2 separate regions of the Rattus norvegicus genome follow, and region 2 is linked to region 1. The links are chromatin contacts, called in public Hi-C maps. All regions are on one chromosome and are shown on one strand. Each heading gives the region's core, a stretch centred on a gene start, on an enhancer-like site or on the middle of the called end of the contact. The rest is flanking DNA. Distances are from core to core; before and after follow the strand shown. Region 1 overlaps Prorp (protein only RNase P catalytic subunit). Region 2 has its middle 6.9 kb from the start of Nfkbia.

Evidence for each region. A called contact is a pair of places that touch in the nucleus more often than the background predicts.
Region 2: a contact with region 1 is called in a Hi-C map of the A7r5 cell line, with 8 times the contacts expected there. The contact joins two enhancer-like sites. A contact is called at or near these places in 12 of 12 Hi-C or Micro-C datasets (the A7r5 cell line, the Rat2 cell line, Schwann cells and 7 more) and 1 of 1 datasets of contacts at active chromatin or transcription factors (oligodendrocytes).

Annotation. Positions count from the first base shown.
Region 1 is chr6:78,424,716-78,431,729 of GRCr8, forward strand. All of the region lies in intron 3 of Prorp (protein only RNase P catalytic subunit), which reads left to right. Among named protein-coding and RNA genes, the nearest start is that of Prorp, 22 kb to the left of the region's middle. Within about 2 kb of position 2,981, at least 12 of the 93 cell types and tissues checked have an H3K27ac peak or open chromatin away from gene starts, as enhancers often do. A contact at or near this core is called in the A7r5 cell line, where this site is marked.
Region 2 is chr6:78,600,451-78,607,464 of GRCr8, forward strand. No RefSeq gene overlaps it. Among named protein-coding and RNA genes, the nearest start is that of Nfkbia, 6.9 kb to the left of the region's middle. Within about 2 kb of position 2,526, at least 16 of the 93 cell types and tissues checked have an H3K27ac peak or open chromatin away from gene starts, as enhancers often do. A contact at or near this core is called in the A7r5 cell line, where this site is marked.

The DNA of each region.
Region 1 (7,014 bases), core at 1,731-4,230:
TAAGGTGGGAAGATTGATCACGGGTTGAAGGGCAGCCTGGGCTACATAGTGAGTCTAAGGCCAGCCTAGGCTATATGACCTTGTTTCAAAAAAAAAAGAGTAAATAAAGAAAACAACCTGAAAATAGGGAGGGAGTAGATGGGGTTACATATGACACAAAATTGGCCTGTGTTCTCAGGTCAAATTAGTTTACAGGCTTGTGTGGGGTTTATAATTCTGTCTCTTGTATTATGATTTAGATTGCCATTACAAAAAAATTTTTTTAAGATTTTTATTTATTTTATGTATGTGAGTACACTGTCACTGTCTTCAGACACACCAGAAGAGGGCATCAGATCCTGTTACAGATGGTTGTGAGCCACCATGTTGTAGCTGGGAATTGAACTCAGGACCTTGCTGAGCCTGAGAGCTCCAGACTCAGTGACAGACCCTGTCTCAAAGACCAAGGTAGTTGGGTTTAATCTCTAGGACGTATATGGTTAGAGAAAGCCATCTCCCAAAACTTGTCCTCTCACCCCTATACATACATGTACCATGATATTGAAGCATGTGAACACACACACACACACACACATACACACACACTAAATAAATAAATAAGGGTAGTGAAATTAAAATAATAAAGTAGGAAATGATTGAGAAGGACATCCATTGGAAACATCTGACCTGTACATGCACATGCACACCCATACACCACACACACACACACACACACACACACACACACACACACCCCACAGAGAGACAAAGTGAGGAAGAACTGCTATCTTAAACAAATACACATGCACTTGCAGGTAAGAGTCCTGGAGGAGGTTTTAACCAGTGCGTCGTCAGTGGTGTCTCACAGAGCAGCATCTCTCTGAAGCATCTCCCCTTAGTTAAAACTGTGTACTCATACTCACTGTGAGATGAAAACAATTTGGGACATCACTGAAGAGTGAAAGTCTCCTTTAAGCAAATATTTTGAAAATACTGAAATTTGCTGGGTGTGGCTTGCAAATGCTTTTAATCCCGGAGGCAGAGTCAGGTGGATCTCTGAGTTCCAGGCCAGCCTAGACATCCCCAAACCTGGGAAAGTGTCATGTCACCGTATGGTGGTAAATTGTTCCTTTTTCTGTTTTTAAAAAAGTGAGATTCCATTTCTGAGTAGGCTCTAGAGAGGCTTCCTATTGCATCCCATTGCTTCTGACTAACAAAAGTTATTAACTTAAAACAAACAAACAATAACCTGTCCGTGTGAATGTGCTAGCCAGTGAGCAGCCTGGATGGCTGTAATCAGCAGATGCTCTGCCCTGGCTTTTGTGCAGGTGTGAGCTATAGCACCGCTCTGGGTGGGGAGACTTCCCTGTAGGGAAATGGAGCCTGAGAGCCGCTGCCCTCCACAGTGCTAATTGGGAAGTGCGAGGTGTGGGGATTTCCATCCTTTGTTGATCAGGTCTCCAGGCGCATTTCCTCCAGCTTCTTGCGTGGGCCTGAGCTGTGGGGCAGCTGCAGGGAAGTGAAATGTGACTCCCCGAGCTCCAGGGCCTGGCTTTTCATTTGGAGATTTTATAATTGCAAGAGAGGAATGTGCAAAGCCGGACTCTGTGGCTGGTTTAGCAATAGGTCTGTCCTGTCGGTCCGGAATTACATTTATGCCAGTCGTAGCTGTGCGCAGATAATTTGAATCTGCGGATAGTACAGGTTGTCGCAGCAACCAGCAACTTAACGGCCCACGGCTGTAATGTAGCTCGCTGTGTGTTGCTCTGGACCTAGAAATGGAACAATCACATCCTGACAGGCTAACAAAAATGCTGACGTTCCTTCGCAGGTTCCTGTTGTCCAGATGCTTGTGTTTTGTTGAGCTGAGTATTTTTCTAAGTCTTCGAAATGAGAAAAGCTGCCAAGGATATATTTTTGGGAGGGGGGTGTTAAGGCCCTGCCTAGGTAGAGTGACTGGGGCAGTCAGAGGAGCTGAGTATGATGGTACACAGGAACTGTCTGACTGAAGTTGAAAGTTCTAGTCAGAGTTAATACCTTCCCAGCAGTCCCTGCCAATATCTTGAGGTCGAATACGTTTGTTCATTTTTCCAAAAATATTTTCTGGATGCTGGGATGGGTAGCATGCTGCTCTAATCTCTGCATGCAGCTGTGAAGGTGAAGGCAGGAGGGTGACGAGGTCAAGGCCAGCTTGGACTAGAGAGGCTGACCCTAGGTAAATAAACAGGCTCTGGTACTGCCCTTGCCTAGTAAGAAAGGAATGTATCTTTTTCTATTCTAAGAAGGAGAAAAATCCCCACAAAATATATTTAGGAGCCCTTGCTGCCTCTAAACATAGACCGGGCTTTTGCCGGCAGAAAATTATGACGGTTTCTTCCCAAGTCACTTGCCATTTTGATTTTGACATCCACGGCCGCTGTCAGAGAGACTTCACGTAGTTGGTAGTCATTGAGTGCCAGAATGGCCAGAGGTGACCTCTGGAGCCTCTGTTTGCAGAGCTGTTGATGGGACCTCCCTGTCAGCTGTGTGGTCATTAAAACTGTAGACAATGTTTAGGTCCAAATTTAAGTTTATTTCTGTTGTATCGGGATGGAGCTTTTTTTTTTTTTTTTTTTTTTTTTTTTTTTTTGGTTCTTTTTTTCGGAGCTGGGGACCGAACCCAGGGCCTTGCGCTTCCTAGGTAAGCGCTCTACCACTGAGCTAAATCCCCAGCCCCGGGATGGAGCTTTTAATTGCATGTATTTAATGGTGTGTAAACGAGCGCCTGCTCACATGTGCTCCTGCTTGAGCACACACACAGGTGCAGGTATGGAGTCAGAGAACAAGTTTCAGGCGTCCTTTCCGTCTTTTTACCAAGGGGGTCCCAGGGATTGAATTCTGGTTGTCTGAATTGTCAGCAGTCGCCCCTACCCGTTGAGCTTGTTACTGCCCTGATCCCATCTTAAACGTAAGGTAACCGTGACCATGTGTTTATGAATCATTTTTAAGTGAGTCAGTTATGAACTCAACTTGTCCAAAAATGAACTCGCTGGGCATGGCTGTATGTGACTTTAATCCTAGCTTTGTAAGGCAGATCTCTGTGATTTCAAGGGTCTCCATGGGAGATCTAGGCCGAACTCAGTGATGCTAAGACTCAAAACAAACAGACAACCAAGCAAGCAAGCCAAGTGCTTTGTAAATGCTTCCCCTTTGTAGCTCTCAAGCCTCCTTTGTTATTTCTTCCTTATCTGCCTCCCCGACCCAAATGATTAAAGCTGATTTTGTCTCCTTCCTAATCCTTGACTTTGGCATCTAATGTGTCACTGGTGTGATTTTTACATCTTTTCTCACTTTTGTCTCTCCTGTTCACTTACACTAATTCCATCCAGGCCTGTAGTGTCAGCTCAGTTTGCACACTTCTTCCTGTCTCACTCGTGTGTACGCTTCCCTTCTAACATCCGCTTCTCCCTATTTCTAGATTGGTCTTTCAGAACACTGACTTAATCGTATCATCCTTTGTCTAAAATCTTCTGCAGTTCCCAAACCTGTGCTAAAGGTGGCTTTTCCTAGTTTAGCCACAGCCTGTGTTTCAGCCCCTGACTCTCACCTCTCCTCCCTAAACACCTGCTTCAGCCAGTACCTACCAGCTCTGGGCTACTTCTTAGTGTCCCACCCACTTCCCCAAATGTGTTCTTATCTCCAAATCCTTGAGGCTTTTTTAAGTGCCTTTTCTGTCTTCTTTCTTGACTTTTAAAAAACTAATATTTTTATTAATTATTTGAGAAATTCACACAGTGTATTTTGAACAGATCCATTCCACCATGAAATCCAATTTATGTTGCCCAGCTACTTTTGGGTGTGGGATCTGTGAACCAGGTATCATACAATTGAAGAAAACTGACCCTTCTCCCAACAGCTACCAAGTGCTAGAATCTCCTCACTAAGGTGGGGCCTCATTCAAATGAAATTGCGAGGGTCTTGTGTGTGCTGTCATTGTGAGTTCAGATGTGCAGCTGCCTCTTCTGTGTCTGGAAGCAGTTATAGCCGTGCATCACCTGTGACCCCTACAGCCTTTCCACCCCCTCTCCCACAAAGATCCCTGAGGTTTGAGGGGAGGGGAATGAGATGAGCACTCTGAAGCCTCCTGTTCTCTGAGAGCTGACCTGGTACAGGCTTCTGTGATAGTTGACAAATACAGAAAGAACCTTAAGGATGGCTTTGAGATACACTAGTCTGTGTGCATAGAATAAGTCATTAGAAGTCACACTAGTACTGTGTCCATTAGCCGAATTCTATAGTAAAGGGCTGTTCCCTAGGGTGTATGACCGTTTAGCCTCTGGTCCTTGGTCTCCTTAACGATTCTATCTCTGGGCTCCATCTCATGGAGTTGGCCTTAAATCCAACCAGAAAGTGATTGACTAGTCCCATGACATTTATGTCACTATTCTACAAGCAGGCATATCTCACAAGGCAGGTTGTTACTGCAGTTTGAAGGGTTCAGAGTTGAGGGAAATTAGTGATTGTTTCTTCATCCAGTAACGTGCATACTTCCTTCCACCTCCATGAAAGCCAATAGAGAGCTCAGGTCAGCACCCCCTTGGTTTCTCCATGCTTACGGCTCAAGTAAGTGCTCTCTTCTACAGTAGGGTCTTACCACACATTTTGGAGGGTAACTGAGAGCAACAGCAGCAGCGTAATGTTTGGGGGTCTGTGGGACCACTTTGGCTAGCAACACACAAAAAAGTAATCCTTTCTTGTTACTGGGGCTTTTATATAGAAGCCTGTGGTATCTATTCTGTTTTCCCCCTGTTATAGGGTAACTCCCTCCATGTATGTATGTATGTATGTATGTATGTATGTATGTATGTATGTATGTCATGAAACTTCTACAGTATTGGGTTTCCTTATAGCTGTTAGTTTCTCTCCCTGTATTCCCTCCTCTTCCCTACCTCCTAGCCCCGCCCATCTAACCCCCTTTTAACTGTATTCTACCTCTGCTCCCGTATCTTTCTAGACTTCTGTAGTCTTCACTTCCTTCCTTCTGAATCCTGTAACAAGAACTCTGTTCTTGTTTCACAGTTTGTATTTTTTTATTTTAGTATTTGTTTTCCCTTCGATGCAACTAGAATCTCCTCCAGGGAGTAGCACCCACTGTAATTTCCTGAATAGTTGATATTCTCTAGGTACCACAAATACTGTGAATTATACAGCAAATAAGCAAATGTGAGGCTTTGTAAGGCTACAGTTTATTTCGCTGTGTCATTTAGTAGCAGCTGGCTGGAAGAAGAACTTCCTTTATACGGAGGGAAGCGTTCAGAGAAGTCACTCGTTCACCAACATTATACAGTGTAAGTGGCGAAGTCAAGATTCAAACCTAGATCTGTTCCCTACACTGTGTTCGTAATTCTTACCTCCTCATCACACCGATGTATGTTTTTGAGGCTAAAAAAGTATTGCTTAGCTTGCATATTTACTTAGTTATGGCAGAGCAAGTTATGTAATGAGAGTTAGTAATTTTTGTCAGGAATAATGAAACCAATCTCAGCGCTGTCAGAGGTCACAGGGACATAAAATTTCCCTTACTGTCATCAGTTACTGCTAGGCCGACTGACTCACCTTCCAGTTCCTGGTCGATCTTTTAGTCGTTCATTTGTTTGTGCAAGCAAGACATGCCGGGGAATCACTGATGAGGTTCAAGCTTATCATTGAGCTAACAGTGTTCCCGGGACATCCCTGGGGCTTCTACCTCGTGCCTTATCTCTTCCATCTCCCCCTTTTTTTTCTCCTAGTCCCTTTTTTTTTTTTTTTTTAAATTTTGTGCGTTTTGTTTTTTAAGATAGGATCTCACTGTATAACTCAGTTGGATCTCAAATTCAGAATCCTCCCGCCTTGGTGTCCAACTGTGTGAATGTGCCACTCAGCCTGGCCTTAGATCTACTATTTAATTATTTAGCAAGTTAGACTTGGTATTGTTTATCTGATACATTCTTCCTTCTTGGGTTTTTACTCACCCCGCCCCCCTTCTTTCTTTTTTTTTTTTCAGATCAGAGACTTAGAGATTAAAAGCTGCTTTTTTTTTTTTTATTAACTTGAGTATTTCTTATATACATTTCGAGTGTTATTCCCTTTCCCGGTATCCGGGCAAACATCCCCCTCCCCCCTCCCCTTCCTTATGGGTGTTCCCCTCCCAACCCTCCCCCCATTGCCGCCCTCCCCCCAACAGTCTAGTTCACTGGGGGTTCAGTCTTAGCAGGACCCAGGGCTTCCCCTTCCACTGGTGCTCTTACTAGGATATTCATTGCTACCTATGAGGTCAGAGTCCAGGGTCAGTCCATGTATAGTCTTTAGGTAGTGGCTTAGTCCCTGGAAGCTCTGGTTGCTTGGCATTGTTGTACATATGGGGTCTCGAGCCCCTTCAAGCTCTTCCAGTTCTTTCTCTGATTCCTTCAACGGGGGTCCTATTCTCAGTTCAGTGGTTTGCTGCTGGCATTCGCCTCTGTATTTGCTGTATTCTGGCTGTGTCTCTCAGGAGCGATCTACATCCGGCTCCTGTCGGTCTGCACTTCTTTGCTTCATCCATCTTGTCTAATTGGGTGGCTGTATATGTATGGGCCACATGTGGGGCAGGCTCTGAATGGGTGTTCCTTCAGTCTCTGTTTTAATCTTTGCCTCTCTCTTCCCTGCCAAGGGTATTCTTGTTCCCCTTTTAAAGAAGGAGTGAAGCATTCACATTTTGATCATCCGTCTTGAGTTTCATTTGTTCTAGGCATCTAGGGTAATTCAAGCATTTGGGCTAATAGCCACTTATCAATGAGTGCATACCATGTATGTCTTTCTGTTTGGGTTAGCTCACTCAGGATGATGTTTTCCAGTTCCAACCATTTGCCTACGAATTTCATAAAGTCGTTGTTTTTGATAGCTGAGTAATATTCCATTGTGTAGATGTACCACATTTTCTGTATCCATTCCTCTGTTGAAGGGCATCTGGGTTCTTTCCAGCTTCTGGCTATTATAAATAAGGCTGCAATGAACATAGTGGAGCACGTGTCTTTTTTA
Region 2 (7,014 bases), core at 1,276-3,775, 180 kb after region 1:
CCAGGTGGTCCAGCCTGTCCCCCCATACCTTATGGGCAGACTGGCTTGGGTCAATTATCTTGGCCAATTAATCCTAACTTGTTTTAGCCTCAGAGAGTGGAGCTCCTGAATGAGGCTACCCATCCTGGTGCAGCTGGGAGGACAGAGGAGCAGGGGACCTAGCTGGGCAAGCATGGTAGGATGCGCAGCAGCCAGCCCTGCTGTGACAGTGTGACTGCAAATGCTCATTCTGTCCCTAACTCAGGCCTCTGTGGTGGCTGGCATCTGCTCTGTCAGACCCTGGAAGCCCCACCCAACCCCAGCTTGGGATCTTTTCCCACAGAAAAGCAGCTGTCCCGGGGACTTCATTTGCACTGAGATAAAAATAAACAGGCAAAGCCTTAGTGTGCTTCCTTTGCTTCAAATCCTACATTGTAATGGAGATCAAAGCCGTAGAGGATGTCAGCCCCGGAGTTTCTACCTAAAGAGGCCAGGCAGGACTCACAGGTGAGGGGCCTAAAGGAAGTGGAGGGGTCTCATCAGTCTGAACCAACTTTACTTTTCTGCCCTTTGAGGTCAGGCCATGTGGCTCGGATGTACTTGGTGTTCAGTTTGTCCACCACTTGTTAAAGGAAGAAGAAAAAAACAATATTGATGTGGAGTTTCCCGATTTTTAAGACTTTATTCCAGCCAAGCCAGGTGGTATGGATTTGTAATCCCAGCTACTCAGGAGATATGATGCAAGAACATCAAACACTCAAGACAGGCTAGGACTACCTAAATGATTTCAAGGCCAACCCGGCCAGTGAGACCCTGTCTCAAAGTCCTAAGTAAAGAGAGGACTGAGAATATATCTCACAGATAAAGCACTGACCTATCATGTATAATTCAAACATATGAAAACCGAAGCTGATTTAATCCCAGCACTTGGAGGCAGAGGCAGGCAGAGTTCAAGGCCAGCCTGGTTTACAGAACAGGTTCCTGGATGACCAGGGCTGCACAGGGAAACACTGATAATTAAATGATTAGATAAATAAGACAGTCCCAGCGCTGAGAGGAGTGAGTGGGAACCTGGTCTTACCCCTAACCAAGACGATTTTGGCCATTGGTAGCTGCTGGCAAAGGGAAGATGGGTTTTCTCTAGTGGAGTACCACTGAGTTATGCTAACTCCACACTCCAAGGGTCGTTGGCCAACACAAATAAAACTCTCTGGGTTTAAAAAACAACCTTCTTATTTGTATTATATGTATATGGTATTTGCTAGAATGTATGTCTGTGTACCTTGTACATGCACCGCCCACAGAGGTCAGAAGATCCCCTCTGGGACTGAAGGTGTAGATGCTGAAAGTTGGCTTTTGAGTGTGGGGATGGAACTCAGGTTAAGGGTCCTAACCACTGTACCATCTCTCCAGCCCTTTATATGTTTGTTTTTGTTTTGTTGTTGTTGTTGGTGGTGGTGTGTGAGTGTGTGTGTATGTGTGTACACATGTATGTATGTGTCCATTTAGAATGTGTAGGTCTGTTCCTGGCAGGCAAGGTTGGAACTAAAGACGCTGAACCCCGAATAGAGTTGTCCCTTCTCCAAAGCAGGTTTTAAACCCTGCGTTGTAAAACAGAACAAGTCCGACATTGTTGTGATCTTTCACAGGAGGACTGCTTGTAACTACTGTGAAGTCTCTTTATTTTAATAAACACCAGTGCATGGCTTCTACTCACTGGGGAAGTTGCTGCAGGGGTGGGAGGAGGCCACAGTGTCAGCCCTGGCCAGAACTGGCTCACTCCTCTCTGCTTGTTGACAGTAACCAGGCAACAGGTTCAGGTGTGTGGGATGGTTCGTCTCTGTTGTGTTCCGGGAGGAGAACTTGGGTCAGGAATGTGGTGGAGGTTTGACAGCACGTGGCGCCAGCACGTGCAGGTGCCTCAGCTGCTCTCAGGTGTGAATTCATTTTGAGAGTAGTCAGGGTAGGAGGGGGAGGAGGGGGAGGAGGGGGTGGAGGGGGAGGAGGGGAGGCAGCAGCAGCTTAGAAGTAAGGCAGACTGTACAGAAAAGCTGGGTGCTGTCAAGTCTTATGTAGACCGAGGCCCCTGTCTATGGGCAGCAGAATTAGGAGAGAGTCATTGATCCTTCTCAAACTAGGAACATAATAAACCCAGCCTACTTCCAGAAACTCCCTGGGGGGTGTAAGCGCCTCTCCCTCACGGTCTGAGTTTGAGAGATGGTCTGGATAAAGAGAAACGAATGAAGGTTGCTGAAAGATTGCTCTAGGTTACAGAGGAAGGGAAACTTGACCTCAGCACTTTCCCGTGAGCAGCTCCAGGCCCCTCTGACAGACTGCTGTGTGAGTTCCCATCTCTTGAGTGAGGAGTAGAGTCTTGTCTCTGCGGCTACTGTGGGTCAGGGGACCTGTAAAGTCAGAGAGTCTGAAAGCAATACTTCGCCAGGTTTCCCACGTGAAAAGCAAGCTGGGGACAGACTGGGAAGAGTCATGGCTGGAATATGTGAGCAAGGAAGGCACACACTGGCCTGGAATGTTCTTGTCTTTGTTGCTAGGCCTCAGCTGTTGGAGGTCAGCCCCATGACTGTCATATTCCCTTAAGATAAGTCAGTCAACTTGGCTCAGGGGTGTTCATTATTTCCTACAGATCAAGGCTCTTTCCATGCTAAAGTTCAGGGACTGCTTTTGTTACGAATATTGGTAATTTTAGAAAGTGAGTTGAATTGAGGTATTTATTACTAAGTCATTTGAAGATAATTTTTTGAAAACAGAGCCAAATTGCCAGCTTGGGAGAAACAGGATGCAATGACTGAAGAAACTTCAAAGGGTCATGAGGAAGCTGGGTGGGGATGTCAGGGTGGGCATGGGTCTTGACGAAAAGTCTTCGTGAATTTGATGGTGAGGAGATCACAAGGAAGATCAGAAGATCTCTGTGTTCTTGAAAGACTCAGGTCTACTCCCCAGGTTTTGGGGACATCTGGAGAGCAGCAAGGAGCACAACATGGGAGGCACAGCATGGGGGGCATGGCATGGGTATGGGGGGGGTGTGCATACAAAGAAGCAAATGATGGCTCACCAGAGAAGCAGAGACAGGTTGGAACTTTCCCTTGCATTGCAAGATGAAATTCAGCCGCCAAGAGGGGCGCAGTACACACTGTGCTGTCTGCAGCGACATCTTCTGGCCTCTTTTGAATAACTTCTCTTCAAGGAATCACATTGTCTTAAGGAAGGGATTAGGCAAAAGCTGAGTGGAGGATGTGTACTGAGGCTGTATCTGGGTGAGAGGAGAGTTCAGCATTTATCACAAACCCAAGAAAGCCTCGTTCTGCCTGGCAGCATTCCCCTGGAAGCCTGGAGCCAGTCAGCTCAGCCCTCTGACTACTCAAACACCATCGGCATCTATTTCCACTTCTTCCCATGACAGGGTTGTTGATATGAAGCCTAGGCTGCCCTTGCATTTATGATCCTCTTGCCACAGCCTCCTGAGTTCAGGCATTACATCACTGGTCATCGTCAACATTTGGGCGACAGGAACGAGTTACTGTGACCATCTGCACATGTGTGTTTTGAAATTTGTTGTTTAGTCAGGGTCTATTTCTATAGACCAGGTTGGTCTGGAACCCACTATGTAATGTACCCTAGGCTAGCCCCAGTCGCACAACAATCCTTCTGTCTCAGTTTTCTAAGTGCTTGGATTAAGGCATGAACCACATGCACAGCTCATTCTCTCTGTTTTAAAGGAAACTGAGGCCAGAAATTTGAGAACTCACTCACAGGTGTAGCTACGAGATCTGAGGTCCAGTGTTCAAATCCAGCCTGATTTTACCCTTCCTGTGGTTCCCTCCAGAACCCACAATGGTTGGTTTTGTTGTTGTTTGTTGCTATTTTATTTATTTAGTGAGTCCCCCTGTATAACTCTGGCTGGGTGGAACCCACGATGCAGATCAGGCTGGCCTCACACTCACAGAGATCGCCTGCCATTATTTCTACTGTCTGCAGTGTTGAGATTTGAGTTTGATATTTTTTTGAGACAGGGTTTTTCTGTGTAGCCCTGCCTATTCTGGAACTCACCATATAGACCAGACTAGCCTAGAGCTCAGACATCTGCTTGCCTCTGCCCCCTGAGTGCTGGGGTTAAAGGCACACATATTCTACCACACCAGGCATATTTTGATCATTAAAAAAAATCAGCTAGTGACTTTAAAACTTAAGCTGTTGTGGTGGGGGGTATAGTTCAGCTGATAGAATGACCATCTAGCATGTATAAATTCCTGGTTTGATCTCCAGCATGGAATAAAGTCAGATATGACGGCACACAGGTGTAACCCAGCAAATAGGAGGTAGAGGCAGGATATCACAAGTTCAAGACCATCTTCATCCACATAGTGAATTGGAGGCCAGCTTTGGGATGTCTGAGACCCTGTCTTAAATTTAATTAATTAGGTGGTACAAAAAATTACAATTGTAAGAGACACTACTGTTTCTGATACACATTTTATTTTATCATTCCCTGGGCTAGAACATGCAGTGACTTGCAACCTTCAGGAACATCATGAATTCCTTAGGCAGTGCTCATAGCTCTGTTTCCTCTGTGGCTTGGACACTCGGTTTAGCCACTGCCCGTTGCTTCCCAGCACCAACACTCGTACTGGGAAGGATTAAGTACGGTAAGTCCAAGAGCCACCTCAGTCAGCTTACTTCCAGACCGTTCCAAGGCTCCTTCCCTGCTTAGTGCGTGCACTGCCCTCTTCCAGGTCCTCAAGTTCTCGAAGCCTGTCTTGGACGTGGGGACCGCGTTGTTCCGTTGCCCCGTTGCCCCGTTGCCCCGTTGCCCCGTTGCCCCGTTGCCCCGTTGCCCCGTTGCCCCGTTGCCCCGTTGCCCCGTTGCCCCGTTGCCCCGTTGCCCCGTTGCCCCGTTGCCCCGTTGCCCGGACCAGCTTAGTTGCTGCTAGGGTGCCACTTCCGCTCCACATTAGCATTACAGGGGTGGAGTGGGCTCTGCTGGGCGGGGCGAATATTCTGAAGGTATGAATAGCTCTTCTCTTTATCATGACTGTACCTTTACCTCTTGTCTGCCGTCCAATCAACTCATCTCTACCGGAAGTTATCTGCAAGGGCTACCTGGTCTGCTTCTGCTGTCAAATGAGCAAATTGTCACCCCCACCCCCACCACCCCTGTCCTGCCCCAAGTAGGCAGTGAAGGCTATTTGGAGGATGGTGCTAATCAACACTGCCCCCTCAGAATCTGGACCATCCTATTGTAAGTGCCCCAGGATTGGAACCTTAGTAAAGGATACTAGAGCAGTGGGCTACAACCCCTCTGGGATTGAACGTCCTTGTTCTTGCATATCAGATATTTAGATCACAATTCATAACAGTAGCAAAATTACAGTTACAAAGTAGCAAGGAAAACAATGTTATGGTTGGGGGTCAACACAACATGAGCAACTCTATTAAAGAGTTGCAGCATTAGGAAGATGGAGGACTGCTGTGCCAGAGGCAAGCCCCTCTGGTACCCACCTCGTTCCTTCCTCTGTTGCCTATGAGTCATCTCCCAAGAGGAGCCTAGGAGTAAGGAGACTTCTTGGGCCTTAAGGTGACATCCCAGGGCCTTACTTGCCACTTTCCAGGACAAGAGACAGATAGGGGCATGGAGTAATGGCTTCACTGTTAAGAGCATTTATCGTTTTTCTGAAGGACTCAGGTTTGGTTCCCAGCACCCACATGGTAGTTCACAAGCATCCCTAACGTCAGTTCTAGGAAATCTGCTGCCTGCTTCTGTCCCCCATAGGGACCAAACACACAGGTGGTCACATACATATACACGTGGGCGACCACTCATATATATTAAATAAATAAGCAAAATTAAACTCTGCTTTTTAGAAACAAGAAAATGGTTTACTCTGAGCAGAATACATAGGCAGAGTGTAGCTCAGGGGTAGAGCATTTGTCTGCCATGCATGAGGCTTTGGGTTCTGTCTCTAGTGCTGACAAAGATGTCTGCAGTGACGTATGAGTGACCACGGCGAAGGAACACAGGTACCCAAATAACACAGTCCCCCGGAGACGGTAGCAGGACCTTCAGCGACACAAGAAAGTCGTGAATGAGTGTTCCTAAAGCACAGGTGTGGGACTTCAGGTAGGAGTTGCAGCAAGGCAAGCAGACCCAGAGGCCCTAGTAGCTGCCCTTCCCACCTCTTCGCTTTAGAGTGGCTGGCTGGCGATGAGCGCCGTAAAGCCTAGTGCTGCTTTCCAAGGGTTTTAGTACAAGCCAAGAGAGGGCTGGAGCTACAGTTCGGTCATAGAGAGCCCGCCTAGCCCTCTCATGGCCCTGGGTTCGATCTCTCATACTGACAGGAAAATGAAAAAGCCAAGAAGACGTTATGGCAGATGCAGAGGTTGATAGTGAATGGCCATTAGAAGGATCTGAAGATAACCCAAGGTCATGTTATAAAATAAAGAGGGGAAGGAAGGACGTGGTTGCTTCTGGGTATGGTGGAGGAGAAAGTTCATCACGGATAAGCAGGAGAGCATGGCCACAGGCAGAAGCATCTGGGAGAGTCCAGAGTGGTGGTGACTCTGGGACCTGTGGGAAGGGAGGGAAGGGGAAGAGAAAGGGGAGAGAGGGGAACCAGGTACAGCAGCCAGGGGTTCAAAGGTACAAAAGGCGCAGGTAACCAAAATGTCTGGATTCTATAGGGAAGGGCCTCAGGGAGAAGGGCGGCCCACCCCTGGAGTGGAGATGTTTGGGGTAGTAGGCGGGGTATGCCAGTCATACCTTGTCCCAGGTAGGGCCTGAGGGATGATGGGAGAACCTGGTGCCCAGGTCTGCTTTGATACATTAAAGAAGCACCTCAGATGCTTGGACCCTGTTTGAAACTTAACAAATGTTGGCTCTTGACTGAAGGCTTTGCATTTCTCAACAACTCAGAGGAGGTCAAGTGGTCAGGATCTTGAATACAGTTGCGGCTGCTCTAGTGAACTTCAGTTTGCAGGGAGAAGCTCTATTTATTTTATAATTATCCTCATAGAATTTTA